Linked DNA regions of Mus musculus: region 2 is linked to region 1. A link is a contact called in public Micro-C data. All regions are on one chromosome and are shown on one strand. Each heading gives the region's core, a stretch centred on a gene start, on an enhancer-like site or on the middle of the called end of the contact. The rest is flanking DNA. Distances are from core to core; before and after follow the strand shown. Region 1 holds the start of Sim2 (single-minded family bHLH transcription factor 2). Region 2 holds the start of Cbr3 (carbonyl reductase 3).

What was found. A called contact is a pair of places that touch in the nucleus more often than the background predicts.
Region 2: a Micro-C map of B cells shows a contact between it and region 1, with 9 times the contacts expected there. The contact joins the promoter of Cbr3 here to the promoter of Sim2 in region 1. A contact is called at or near these places in 7 of 39 promoter capture datasets (cranial neural crest, embryonic stem cells, hippocampal neurons and 4 more), 6 of 484 Hi-C or Micro-C datasets (B cells and embryonic stem cells) and 1 of 115 datasets of contacts at active chromatin or transcription factors (memory CD8 T cells).

What each region holds. Positions count from the first base shown.
Region 1 is chr16:94,081,486-94,088,776 of GRCm38.p6, reverse strand. It overlaps Sim2 (single-minded family bHLH transcription factor 2), which reads right to left and starts at 3,517. Exons shown (of 11, transcript NM_011377.2): 1 at 2,787-3,517. The coding sequence starts at 2,961. It overlaps Gm31175 (a long non-coding RNA gene), which reads left to right and starts at 3,633. Exons shown (of 6, transcript XR_876272.2): 1 at 3,633-3,753.
Region 2 is chr16:93,680,262-93,687,552 of GRCm38.p6, reverse strand. Cbr3 (carbonyl reductase 3) reads right to left here and starts at 4,334. Exons shown (of 3, transcript NM_173047.3): 1 at 3,940-4,334; 2 at 2,399-2,506. The coding sequence starts at 4,228.

The DNA of each region.
Region 1 (7,291 bases), core at 2,268-4,767:
TTCCCACTTCCAAAGTCCCAAGCTGCTCTTCTAGATTCTTCTTTACCCAGTAAACACCCTTGCTCAAGGCAAAAATTGTATTTGGCGGATAGATTCTTGCTCAGAGTCTTTTCGACTTGTGTGGAAGAACTGATCTAAAAAGATCCTGCCGGTGTCCAGTACTGCCCTGGCCACTAAGACCCTGAGAGCCATGGTCTTGGTTTGACTTCAAAGCAACCGTCCTCAGCCGACCCTGACCCTGGTTTCCCCAAAACAGGTTAAATCAATTACAAGAACACCTCTGGAGAAGGGAGTACATTATTTTGCATAACAGAGCTACTTCCAAAGACAAAGACTGCCCCAGACAGCGTGAGAACGGGTGCCACCGTGCCAAGTGATTGAGCAGTGAGTTCCTTACACCCTACCTAGGCTACCCTTTCTCCGAAGCATTCCTGTGACAGCATTGCTAGGAAGGGGTGTCGGAGTTAAGGCATTGCCTCCTTCCTTTTGCTGGCCTCACAATTTCGGAGCCATTTCTAGAGCTAAATGGTACCAGGCTGACCCCTTCAAGGAGTATCAAGCTTTAGAGTCACCTTCTATGAAGCAGAGGTGCCCTCCCCCACCCCACCCCCAATTGGGCAGCGTCTGAGCAATGCACTGGGGACGCTTGCTCAGGGCAGTGCCCACAGAAGGCCCACTCCCGCAGGAACCCAGAACGCAGCCAAGTGCCTTCTTATACACACCAGACTGAGAGCTTATTTAAATGGCTACTGTGCTATACACACAGCAGTGTCCTTATTTGCTGGCTAGCTCCCAAACAAGAATAGCTTACTTAGTCCTTTACCCGCAGTCCTCCCCCGCCAGTTAATCTCTGGTTTGTTTGAAATAACTGACAACATACCGTTTACTCTTCTGATAATTTTTATTTTTAAAACCCAGGAGGGTTTTAAAACCTCCTCAAGGCAGGAGGCCTGATCTCGAAGCCTATTTTGTAGCAAGCGGATAGGAAGGCTCCTTGTAGAACATCGGCTAACACCACTCTTCCGGGTGGAAAAGAAACCAACGAAAAGTTGCTGCTGTTGTAAAACCTAATTCCATATTTTAACCTTCCACGGAAACTTCAGACAGCAGCAAATCATCTCTCCTTCTCAGACCCAGGGGTCCTGACAGCAGGGAGCCAGGACCAAGAACTTTCAGCGCAGGGGGAGAAACCCCGAGGAACGTCCCTTGGGCCCAGCTGGGTATGCTTTAGGACCGCAGGGTGCTGGAGCAGGGCCCTCCCGAAGTGGGCCTGCCGGGCAGGGGCCGAGCCACCGCCTCTCGCTACCTCAGCTCCCGGGTGCTCTAAGTTCGCCGGCGCTTACTCCCGGGCCCCTCCGGACTGGAGGCTGGCACCCGCGGACCAGACAGCCGAGCTTCACCACTGTGGTGGAGGAAAATTCAGCTAAGACTCAGACAAAGTAAACACAGGCCGTGGGAGGCAGCCGCAGAGGGGGCTTACTGACCCCGCGCAACAGCACTGGTGGAGAAGCCCTGTGGCCCAGGGACACCTGTCGCCACCAGAGCAACGACTCTCCAAATCTCTGTCTTCCTTCCGCGGCGCTGGCTTTCCGAGAGGCCTGCTCTGCACTACCAGCCCTAAAGCCTGGAGGTGCTGGAGGCAACAGGCCTCGGAGCCCGGTGCTTTCTGACAATGTCAGAATCCCTCAGCCCCAGCCACAGACCCCAGACCTGATTCACTGCGGTGCCTGACCCAGCCGCCCGTCACCCGCTGGAGAGTGTCCATCCAGCAGGCCGCTATTTCCTACAAACCAGCGTCCACAGGAGAGCTGCGGCCCGGTGACAATTGCCCGCTGTAGCGCTTTCAAATCCTGAGATGTTACACTCAGGCCCACCCGCCACTTTTGAAATGATCCCTTTTCTCTTAACGGCAGCGTCCGAGCTTATCCAGTTTCTTGTCCTCCTGCCCGTATCATCGTTTCCCAGAGCAAAGGGAGGCAAGTTGGGGAAAACGATATAGGAGTCTCTCACTCGAATCTGCTCACAAACTCTCGGAGCCTCAGCGTTGGCCTGCGGTGCGCGGGCCTTCCTGTGCATTCAGCAGCTCAGAGAGGATAGAGCAGCGAGTCCTTGTCCACCAGCAGAAAAAGAGAGAAATGGAGGAGGGGGGAGCAAAAGCAGAGGCGAGAGAGAAGTAAGGAGAAGGGAAAAAATTATAATGGAGAGAGAGCAGGAGGAGGAGGAGAAGAAAGAAGAAGAAGAAGAAGAAGAAGGAGAAGGAGAAGGAGAAGGAGAAGGAGAAGGAGAAGGAGAAGAAGAAGAAGAAGAAGAAGAAGAAGAAGAAGAAGAAGAAGAAGGAGAGATAGAGAGAGAGAAAGAAAGAGAAAGAGGGAGAGAGAGAGAGAGAGAGAGAGAGAGAGAGAGAGAGAGAGAGAGAGAGAGAAGACCAGCATGGACTGGTATGGAAGGAAGGAAAGAAAGAGAAGCCAGTGAAAGGAGAGGAGGAGAGGGCCAGGAAAGAAAGGAAAGGGGGAAAGAACAACCGGAACGAACTAGCCTGCCTGTGTCAGCTTGGCAAACACTAACCCAGGAATAACGCTTGGTTTTCCCGACTCTGCCCAGAGCTTATACGTGATTGGATTGTCCCTCAGCCTTAGCTTAGGCCTGGGCCGAAGCCCCGGCGCGGCCTCCCCAGACGCGGCCACGGTAGCCAGGAGGCCGCGCGGGCTTCTCCGCGCACGGAAGCCTCCTTTCTGCAGCCGGCCGCTCAGCTCCCCCGCGCCTCGGACGCCCACCTGCAGCCTCACCTTCCGGGAAGACCGCGCGCATCTTCAGGTAGCTGGTGGTGAGTCGGATGATGGACGCTTTGTCCAGCTGCGAGGTGATGGCCGAAGGCAGCGGGAGCAGCTTGGCCAGCTCGTAAAACTCGCCATTTTCCTTCTCCCTCCTGGTTTTGGCCGCATTTTTGGACTTCTCCTTCATCGCGCCTCGGCTCTGGGCATATTAGACCTCGCTGCGCTCCAGGCCCGCGGAGTCCCGCTTGGGCTGCGGCAGCCGGAATGGGGACAGGGACGCCAGGGGTCAGGTGAGTCGGGGTGCCGGGCTCGGGCAGGTGCGGGAGACCGGCCTGGAGCACCCAACGTCTTCTGCAAGGCGCCAGCCCTGAGTCCGTCGCAAACCAGCTGCGCAGCCCCCCTCTCTGTCTGAGGCTGGAGGCTGGACCGTCCCGTGTGGACCTGATCCCAGCTCGCTCTTCCTTCTGGTCTCCAGTATCTCCCGCCTCGACCTTCCTGGGGCTGTGGTTGGCGGGCGAGCAGGCGCCGACCCTGTTTAGTCCTTAAAGGAGGGCTTGTACCCGCTGCCGCGAGGGCCCTCGGAAGGCAAGGGCGGCAGCGGCGGCGGCCGCCGCGGAGCCATGGGGCGGGAGCGGAGCGAGGTGGCAGTGGCCAGTGCCAAGCCTGAGCTCGGTGCGCTTTCCTGCCCTCCCCGGCGGTTCCGGCTTCCTTAGTCCGGTCGTCCGGAGCCCGCGATCGGTGGCGGGGCGCAGTTGCTCCGCGGTCCACGTGTGACCGAGCTGCGTTTGTTTATGGCAGACCCGCCTTCGGGCGGAGACTGGGCTGCGCGGGACCGCGGGAGGGGGGAGGGGAGGGGCCGTGGCGGGGGCGGTGAGCCTCGCCTCCGACCCCCGCCGCGGCCCGTGAGTCGCCGGCGCGCCTCCGCGTCGCCACCTCCAGGGACTGTCCCCACGAGAGACCGGCGCGCTCCCGGGGTAAGGTAAGCCGTGGTGAGTGCACGAGAAGCGTCGCGCCTACCCGCTCCGAGGTTGAGTGTCAGGGCCTGGGATCGAGGATGAGCGGCCGACGCGGTAAAGAAGGAAGGAGGGAGGGCTGCAGTGCTGGTTTCCACGGAGGCTCCGGGCAGGTCACCCGCGGGCGCGGCCCAGAAAAGGCGGCGCTAACAGCTGGCTAAGTGCCCGGCGACGGGGTGGCAATCCTGGTCTCACACTTGCACCTTCCTTGGGTGGCCGATCCGCGAGTCTAAAGGGGTGGCCCGAGGAAAAATTACTCCTTTCCCCTCCACTCATCCACACGCACGCGTGCACGACGCCTTCCAGGAGAGAGAGAGAGAGAGAGGGAGAGAGAGAGAGAGAGAGAGAGAGAGAGAGAGAGAGAGAGAGAGAGAGAGAGAACACGGGGTGGGCCAGAGGGCACGCGGGAGCGCTGAACCCAAGGGGCGCTAGCGGCAACAGGGCAATCGACTTTGGGCCAAAGCTTCAGGTCGACAATAATAGAGCCTTGGTAACCGGGAACGCTGATGCGACCCTCAGAAGTGGAGCAGAGGTAGCTGGCGAAGGGAGATTCAGTCACTGAGTGCAAGCATTCTCCCACTGCGCCACACTAGGTTAAATAATCTTGTGTCTTCCCTGCTGCTGAGGCCCGGATAGATGCCGGCACTACAGTCCCCTCGGGCGCTCAGGCGGTCGCGGTCGCCCGAACCCATCCACACTCCTCTTTGGAGCCTAAATCTTCCGACGCGGGTCAGATGCCATTTCCCAGGCGTCTTGGATCCCAGACAGAGACGCAGAGAGGTCTCAGCGCAGTTCTTTTTGTCGTCGTGGACCCCGTGGCTCGCTTGGTGGCTGTAAAGTTATAGGATGCAGAGAGTCTGACCTTGGAAACCCAGTGCCCGACACGGGATTTCCATATCCTGGCCACTGCTCCATTCCTCTCCCTCCAGTCCTCTTCCAAGCCCGAGAAAAGCTTGCAGGCCGACCAGCTCCTGGTCCTGCAGACTTCCCCACCCGCGCCGGGGGAGCTGGGCCTCCTAACCACTCGCGTGAAGCAGATTCTTCTGTCTTTTCTGGGTCCCCATTTGAAAACCCGAAGTTCGAAGGCCTTCGAGGAGTTGTAGACTGTCGTGGGGCTTCGGGCGGTTCACAAACCCCGGCCCTTCGCGCCTTAATTAAAAAAAAAAAAAAAAAAAAAAAACAAAACGGAAAAAACCGGTGCGCCAGGTGGCGTGAAGTCGCACCAGGCGGGAGCACGGAGGTGCTCACGCTTCGCGCTTGAGTTTGGAGCTCAAGTTTGGAGTTTGCTTTGAGTTTGGAGCTGGGTTCTGCGCTTGCAGGATTTTCTGGGTCCTGCAGTAGTACGGTGCACGTGTACGGAGCACGTTTGCCGGTGGTGCGGGTACCCAATGCCCAGACCTGCAGCCCTTGTCGGGAGTTCGGTGGGGCACTGTGCCTTTAGCCGCTCCGGGCAAGTAAGGGCTGCGGAGCCACCCTGCTACGGCGGACCCACTCTGGCGCCGCTTCGCAGACCTCCGAGGAATGAGCCCTGCACTCTGCAGATACATAGGGTTTAACGCTTCTCCCACGCCCCAGATTCCCGACCCTCAATTATGGACTCCCGAGAATTCCTCCCCGGCTTGAAAGGGATTACCCAGATCATAGAAACATGGCTAAGTGGAGGTGAGAGAAACCCGGCAAGCAACAAGAATTGAAACTTCTCAACGAATTTCCCAGTTTGTAACAGGAAAGCGCATCTGAACTCTTGCGACTGGATTTTCGCAGTGGAGGCCGTTTTGACTTTAGGGAGGAGATGGCAAACGCTATTGAAGTGGGTATGGGGTAGCTCCAGGCCCAGCAGACAGGCTCCACATAAGTCCTTCTCCAAACATCAAACATTGGTTAACACCACACTTCCCCAGAACTAGGGTCCCCAGCGCCACCGTCTAAAGTCCAAGTCTCTGGGCGGGTATCTCAGTACTAGAGGATTTGCAGCTAGGAAGGAGTTTAAGTCTATGTGGAATAATGAAGATGGGTCCCTGTAGTCGGGAGTTGGAGCATGGGGTTTTCAGGGCAAGGCTCCAGACATCCAGTCTATTATTGCGAGACAGAATTAATTCAGCAGCTCCGTTTGACATGGAAAAGAGGAGAGAGAGAGAGAGAGAGAGAGAGAGACAGAGAGAGAGAGAGAGACAGAGAGAGAGAGAGACAGAGACAGAGAGAGACAGAGAGAGACAGAGAGAGACAGAGAGAGACAGAGAAGGAAGAGGAGGAGGAGGAGGAGGAGGAGAATATGTTGTATGCATGGGTATATGTAGGTCACGAGGAATCCTTATTTCAGCAAGACCATGGGCACGTGAGGCCCAGCCTGCCCGTCTGTCTCCATTCCATTTCTCAGTGCTGACATTATAGAACCCCTGATCCCTCTTCCCTCTTTACATGGGTTCTGGGGATTCAAACCCAGATCCTCATGTTGTGTAGTTGGTATTTTACTTACTGAGGCACCGTGCCAGACCCTGAACAAGTTTTAATTGGCGCTGACCATAGTTTAGTACATCTATTACTTGTCTCTGACTCCAGGACTGGAGAAAGGGTCTGCTCACTGAAGCTAAAGCTAAGCAGCAAACATCAGCACCAGCCTTGGGCCCTGGGAAAGAGGCAGAGCTGAAGAGACCCTAGGATCTCGGGTACCACTTATAAATTACTGGCTGGTAGGAGCCTGCAGAGGGAAGGTGTGAAGAAGTGACCCACTGATCCTGCTGGCTGGGCACCCAGCTCTCAATCTGCACCAGAAGCCCAGCCCACCAGCCCCACCTCTTAGAAATTTTCCATTAGGAAAACTAATCTGGATGAAATTTGGGCCCCAAGAAGAAAGGGGGTGGGGCCAGGCTGCCCCACATCTGTTTGAATTTTCCGCTTCAGATGTTTGGGTCTGTTCTTGCCAAGCTGCTCACCCTGTGCCTACCTGAGCCCATCCCCAGCAGAAACCAACTTTCCGGTAGATCAAGGCCCCCACAGATGTTTCTCCCAGGATAGGCTCCGAGAAAGCTGGTGCTATAAAAGCAGATCAGAGATCAGAGATCTAGCCACCACCAAGGTGTGTGTGAAGGGGGAGAGCCCTCCAGTTCCTGGCTGTCTCCAGCCTCTAAGTGAAATTTAAGAGCTTCAACCTCCTGAGCTATGGGAGGAAACAGAAAATCTTGAATCCTTGGAGATTGGAAACATTCATTTCTACGCCATTATCTGCACAGGCAATCGGTGGGATGTGCGCTGTGCGCTTACTTCAGCAAGCCTTATTCCCACCCAGCTTCACAGATCCAACTGTCTCTAACTGGAAGTCTTTTCTGGTATGAACTGCCCAAAAGAATACTACACTCTCCTGCCCTCACTCCCTTCCATGTATAAGTTACACATACTCCCCTTGGGGTCATTGTTATTCCAACACAGTTACAATGTTAACAAACACATTGTTTAAAATATAATTACAGGTAGTCAGAGCAATTTCAGAATAATTTGTTCTGGCAG
Region 2 (7,291 bases), core at 3,085-5,584, 400 kb after region 1:
CAAAGTGTATAGAGAATGAAGAGAGGGAGTGAGGGAGAGGGCAGGGAAGACAATAAACACTAACTGTAGGAGCTGCGAGGTGCCTTGGAGGGAGTTCTAATCCACATTATAGGGGGAAGTTATCTTGTGTCCTCTTTGATGCGGGGACACATGTGTGGGAGGTTCTGGAGGGTGATCAAAGATCATCCTATTAACCAGATGGTCCAGCCAGCTCTAAGAGGGACGACACCACACCATCTACCAGCGGCAGCATTGTCTGGCACACATGAGTGTGCATGTGTGTGTGTGTGCACATGCATGCTTGTGCATGTGTGTCTATGTGTGTCTCCATGCATACAGAAACAACTTCCACTTGTTTTTGTTTTTTAAAGAAAGAACAGGCAAGTAGCTCCCTCTAGTGACTTAATTGTTGTTGAAGCTATTTTTTGTCTTGAGTGAGTAAGCAAGACCTAGGATCCTGGAAAGTAAGGTGCTAAAAGCTAAACAGAAAGTATAAGTCCGTGATAGTAAGCACGGTGTCTTTCAGCGAACAGTGTGTAGCCAAGTCACCTGTCCTAGGCAGATGCCCTATCAGTCAGAGATCCCTCAGGGCAGGAAGCTGCAGGCTTGATTAAAGATGGTTCACCTGGTTCTTGCCCCTCCCCCTACCTCTGAGAGCTTTCCTTTAACTTTCAAAATGGCTTGGCTCTCACTTGATGCTGTAATTCTTATTTCAACAGAATGAAGTTTATTCGATCAGGCAATCGGCAGTGAAGGCCAAGCTGGGCTTCTGAGTTCAGGGATCGCAGGTGTGTGCGGGGGGGGGGGGGGGGGGGGGGGGGGGGGGGGGGGAGGGGGGGGGGCTGAGACTTCCTGGGAATCCATCCCACTAAGAAATGAGGGAGGAGTGAGCAGGTGGCGGGCAGGGGTCCAAGTTCAGCTCTCACTACAGTTTTCAGACTGACATTTTCTTACAGATAAGCTGGGATAGGGATGCATGCCTGGGATCCCAGCATCCAGGAAGCAAAGGCAGGGGGAGGCGTCAGAGGTTCAAGGCCAGCCTGGTCTACAAGGCAAATTCAAGGCCAGAAAACACTGTAGAGTTAGATCCTGGTTTAAAAAAAAAAAATAGGGGGGGGGGGCGGGAACCCAATTCTCCTAAATCCTGAGCTAATTCTCTTTCAAAATATTAAGAAAATTAAATTTTTTAATTTCTATTTATTCTATGTGTCTGTATGAGTGTTTTGCCTGTATGTATGTATGTATGTATGTGCACATTGCCCTGTGCCCAAAGAGGTTAGAATAGGGTGTTGGATCCTCTGGAACTGGAGTTACCAATGGCTGTGAGCTATATAGGTGCAGGAAACCATGGGAACTGAGCCCATGTCTTCTGCAAGAGCAACAAGTGCTCTTAATCTCCGAACTCTCTCTCTCTGGCCCTGAACATTATGTTTTTTAAAAACAATAGCCGGGGGCTGGAGAGATGGCTCAGAGGTTAAGAGCACTGACTGCTCTTCCAGAGGTCCTGAGCTCAGTCCCCAGCAACCACATGGTGGCTCACAACCATCTGTAATGAGATCTGATGCCCTCTGCTGGTGAACAGATGCACATACAGGTAGAGTACTCATACATAAAATAAATTAAAGCCTTAAAAAAACAACAACAACAAAACAACAGCGCTTCCCCTCAGAACCACAGTCAATCTCAGAAAAGGGAAATCCCCAGAGAAGTGCCTCTCTCTATCAAGTTGGCCATCTCACACCTTAGAGTCTTTGTTAGAAAATCTCTATCTCCCAGCTCAGCTCCAGGCTCTGTGGATGAAAGGGTCCTCTTGTATATGATGGGCCCAGTTTTTACTACCAGTGCTGGGTATAATGGTGGGCACCCAATAAACATTAGAAGGAAACTAATGATAATTAATAATAAATATTGAACCCTCATGGGCTGGAGGTAAGGTGTTCCCCACAAAAAACTACTTCTTTCGGATTCTCTCAGCTGACAACATTTAGAAAAACACCTTCTCATAAGCTTTTTGTTTGTTTGTTCGTTTGTTTGTTTGACATAAGAAAGGAACAGAAGGACTGTTATAATGGCAGATAAGTCAGGGGTGGGCCCATCCTTGCAATGTCGGGGGCAGGAGGGCAACTCTCTAAGACTGTCACAGACCTTTGGGGCCATGCTGCAGTCTGTGATGGAGGTTGAGCTCATGACACAGACCCCAAGAACTGATCAGTACCACAGGGTTCTGACAACCACAGCCAAAAGGCTCAAGTACAGAGCCAGACACCTTGATAAAATAAGGCAGTTTTTACCCTCCATCTCACAAGCAAATGGCAGCCCTGAGTGGTCCCTGTTGGTTGCCCTATTTGAGGGACCGAGGGCCACTTCCCGAGGGACAGTAGTCCTACTTTGGACTTACCATGTGGTTTCATTATAGGCAGTAACTCAGTGCAGACATTTCTAGTGGCAAAAAAGTTCGTCTTCAGTGTCACCTCAGCTTGAATGTCGAAGGGTGTTGGGTCATCCACTTTGAAAAGCACACAAAAAAAAAAAAAAAAAAAAAAAAGAAAGAAAGAAAGAAAGAAAAGAAAAGAAAAGAAAAGAAAAAAGAATTACATTTTCCTCTGAAACTCGTGTGGCCAAGTTGGATCTCATCACATAACAGCTAAAGGGAAAGTGTACTAACTTTAGGACAGTCTTGCTGAGTGTGGTGATACACACATCTGTAAAGTACACACACACACACCTTTAAACTAGAACTTGATCATTCTAAAGGTCTTAAGAGCATAAGGAAAGAACTTTCTGGTCCACACCTCAAGTTTCTCATCAGCCACGCTCATGTCGCGTCTCAAGAACACTCAGTTTTGATCTTCCTGTCTCAAGCTTGAATAGGGTTCCTGGAGGTTGGGAAAAGATGCTCTGGTGAGGCTGGTGTAAGACCTCAGCTTGTGTGGTGGGGCAGCTGCTGCTCAGATTTGCATACACATGGCCCACATTTAAGTATGAACCTCCAGGGCCATAATTCACCAAACCTTCCATCCGACAACGCTGAGAGTGGCTGAGGTGGTGAGCTCGCCCCTCCCCTTCCCCAAAGCCCACATGCCAGAGTTTGGAAGTGCGGGTACAAGGGTGTCTTGGCTCTCACGCAAGGCGCCTATGGGTGTCCAGGGCCAACTGGAGAGTTTTCGGCTGCACAATAGTCTCCCTCCCTCGTTAGTCTCCGGCTCTCTCAGCATTTTCAGTGAAGCTGGAATGTTTGTTTCAGTTCCAGCACATGGCAACTGGATAATTTTGCTAATTGGACATTTGTTAGAGTAAGCGATCTTGTTTTGTTTTTTTGGGTTTTTTTTCCCCTAAAGGAAGATGATTTCCAAACCGCACTTGCAAGTTTAATAACAAACCTAGTTCCCCGAGGAGGAGGGAAGCAGAGCTCGCTTCCTTTTTGCCAGAGCCTCTCAAAACGCTCCATTAAAGCGGGTAGGAAACCCACTATCGTGCCAGGGCGCTAATTGTGTCCGGGCGACCCATTTCCTGTCCTCAGCAGATATCTACTGGCATCTATGAATTCGCCCTTGTTTCACGCGAAGCGAAAGCTCCAACCCTATTTTTTTGGAAGACCCTTCTCTGAGAAAAGCCTTCGTGCGTGGGACAGAAAGCTGATGAGCTTGACAAGGCGTGGTCCCCTCCCAAGAGACCGGTTTTCTTCCAAACAGGCGCAGCTGAAAGTTCCAAGGAGGGCCTCCGGCGGAGCACAGGCCCGCACAGGCCGCCGGCCGGGTCGGGCATGGAGTGGGGTGCCTGGGCGGGCCCGCACCCGAGTCACCGCACGGGGGAACTCGCCACGCAGAGCGCGAGCCGGGTGCACCCAGGCGGGATGGCGCAGCCTCCGGATCCCAGAGGCTCACTGCCCAGCACCCTCGGAAAACCCCGGGACACCTCCTCCTGGAGCCCCACACCTACTTCTAAAGGCGATGCCCGCGTTGTTGACCAGCACGTTAAGTCCCCCGTACTCCTTGCGCAGAAAGTCGCGCAGCGCACGGATGCTCTGCGGGTCGTCGATGTCCAGCTGGTGGAAGCGTGGGCTCAGGCCCTCCGCCTGCAGCTGCTGCACCGCCGCGCGGCCCCGCGCCTCGTCCCGCGCCGTGAGCACCACGTCCCCGGAGAATTTCCGACACAGGTCACGCGTGATCGCAAAGCCGATGCCTTTGTTAGCCCCAGTTACCAGGGCCACGCGGCTGCAGGACGACATGTCAGAGGGACACACGGACCACCTGATGGCCGGGCCGGCTGGGCAGCGGGTCACGCGTGGTCAAAACCGTGGCGTAGGACTAGATTCTGGGACCCGGCGCTGCGACTGCTAGAGAGCAAGGCCTTGAGAAGCCTGTCCCTCCCCTCTGAGGAGGAGCCGTCTGTTCCCGAAGGGTCCGCCTCCTCCCGCTCGCCTGCCCGCCCGCCCGCCGGCCAGTGTAGAGATCCTGGTTCCGAGCTAAGCAGTGGTCAGGGACAAGCGCTGCTCCCAAAGGAAGGGGTCAGCAGGACTCGTGGCAGTCGGATTGAAACAACTATTTTGGGGAAACTTCAAAAGGAGGAAAACAAATGCTCCGTAATTTTCTTGGGCGAGAACCCGTCGTTCTCTGCAGAATGCAAATGTTTGCTTCTGCGGAACTCGCTCTGAGATTACTTAACACACCCCGCGGTTTGCTCAGGGACTTCAGGGAACAGTGCCTGGGAGTAGACTGAACAGGTGTGGGCGAGCCCTCGCGGCTGGAGGTCTCGGTGCGCCCCCACGTGGGAGAGAAGGCTCATGTTTATCGAACTGTTTTGAGTAGTACGGGAGTCCTCAGTGCCGGTCTTTGGTTTATTCCAAGTGTACTGGGTATGCAGATAGATCTGCATTGGTCTCAGTCTATGCGAGTCATCTCCCAAGGAGATGCTGAACCTACGAACAAAATTCCAGGCGTGTCTAAGTGTGGGCACGCAATCAGACCTCCTCCCTTCTTGGGTGGAATCGAGTCTGTGCTGATCCTACTTGGCTAGGGATTGTGAGGTTGAAGGACAATTAAGTCCTCACTCACAGTGATTCAGCGTTTCCCGAGCTGATCCGGCCAAACTGCCTTAGCCTCTTATTACGGACTCCACCTTCTGTTTCAAATGAGGTGAGGAAGGTGAGCTCTGTGGGGGCCTAGCCTGCCTGTGATGTTAACTTGAGAGGATCTAGGAGACAGACCTCTCTCTCAGCCTGTCTCTGAGGGAGTTTCTCAGTTAGGCTGACTGGGGTAGGAGGCCCACCCTAAGCTCAGTACCGTTCCAGGGACTGGGATGCTGGACTGAATGAAACGGAGAAAGTGAGCTGGGCCAAGGCTGTGGAGCTGGCTCCGTGGGTGAAGGTTATGAGGACTAGAGTTCAAATCCCCGCTCCACACAACGTGGGGCAGTGTGGCTGCTGTGTGACCCCAGAAGCAGGATTTCCGGAGGCGAGCTGATTAGCCAAGTCTGCAAGGTCTGGTTCAAGTGAGAGACCCTGCCTCAAAGAATCAGGAAGAGATGAATAGCAGAAGACATTTGTCAACCTCTGACCTCTGCATACACGGGAACCCCGCCCCCTTCCTCCCAACCCCCACACACAGTTTGACCATCTGTCTTATGCTCATGTGGTTAGGACCCCACAGTGTTGGACTCTCGAACTGTGAGCCAGGATAAACCCGCTCTTAAATCGCTTTTTCTTTGGTTATGTGATCAAGGCAGCAATGGGAGTAACATTTACAGAGTCCGGGACAACTTTTTCTGCTTTCTCTCCTAAAGACCAGTGGGGAGTTCAGAGTGTAGTTCGGTGATGGAGCACTTGCCTAGCATATCCTTGTGAATGAGAATTCCTGAGAAGAAGTTGTGCCTGGCTGTCTACAAGACTCCTGGAAGGAGTTCTGTGCCTGAAGAGACTGAAGGACAGGCTGCTGTGGGGAGACTGGGATTCTGCAGGTTCAGAGGTTAAGTATCTTGGACTAGGTTTAGCTTCTGGAACAACTTCTCCTTGTCAAATCTGAGCCAACATCTCGTGATAATAAATAAAAGCCTCTTAGATGCTACTGACGCGGTGGGACACTGGCTTCCAGCAATCCGAGAGCTAAGAATGTCCTGAGGTAGCATCTTGGGCCCACAGAACAGCTCCGTCTCACTGTACCTGCCTCTCTGCTGTGCCCATCCATGGATTTCAAAGATTCATGACATCCTCTGGGAAACTATAAAACCCTCGGGAAAGTGCTTCTGAGTTGGAACATAAATTGGGGATCCTAATTCTGTGTTTCCAGGCCGTGGTCACTCAAAATGCCCCCAGGATAAATTTCTTTAGGATCAGAGCTGAGAGCAGGTGGTGGTGGTGCATGCCTTTATTTCCAGCAATTGGAAGGCATGGGCAGGCAGATCTCTGACTTTAAGGTTGGCTTAGTCTACAAATTGAGTTCCAGGACAGCCAGGGAGGGTTACACAGAGAAACCTTGCCTGGAAAAACAAACAAGCAAAACCCCAAACCAACCAAACAAAAAGGGTGAGAGCTGTGGCTTTTATGTCAATGCCTGGGGGGAAATGGAGACCTGTGTTAAGTCCATACTCTGAGGCTGGTGAGATTGCTGTGTTGTGGACATCCAGCAGCAAGGATTTCATAGGACACCAGGACACCTCTCAAGTAGGAAGTTGTTGGTGAGGGTGTGGTTCTCTGTGATTATTAAACAAAGGGGGAAGGCACTTGTCACCAAGCCTGATGAATTGAGTTTGATCACTGAGGTCAACAAGGTAGAAGGAAAGAATTGACTCTTGCAAGTGATCTGGAACCTACACACACACACACACACACACACACACACACACACACACAGGCACACACACACACACAAGCACACAGAGACATGAAATAAAACAAAATATATATTTTTAAAGGAACATAATACTATTGTTTCTCCTCTCTCCCTCCCTCTTTCCCTCTCTCCCTTCCTCCCTCCTTCCCTCCCTCTTTCCCTCTCTCCCTTCCTCCCTCCTTCCCTCCCTCTTTCCCTCTCTCCCTTCCTCCCTCTTTCCCTCCTCCCAGTCTGTCTCCCTCCCTACTAAGACATGCACTCTTTTGCTGGCCAGCCTGACCATGAGTTCAGCTAAGGATGACCTTGAACTCCCGTCTACATCCTGCTGGAATTATAGGCACTTACCGCACACTGTTTCTGATTTTTCAAATTCTGATACAACCCCGGTGCTTTGTTTGGGAGATAGGGTCCCACTGTGTTGCCCAGGTTGGTCTTGAACTCCTGGTTCAAACAATCCTTCAGTC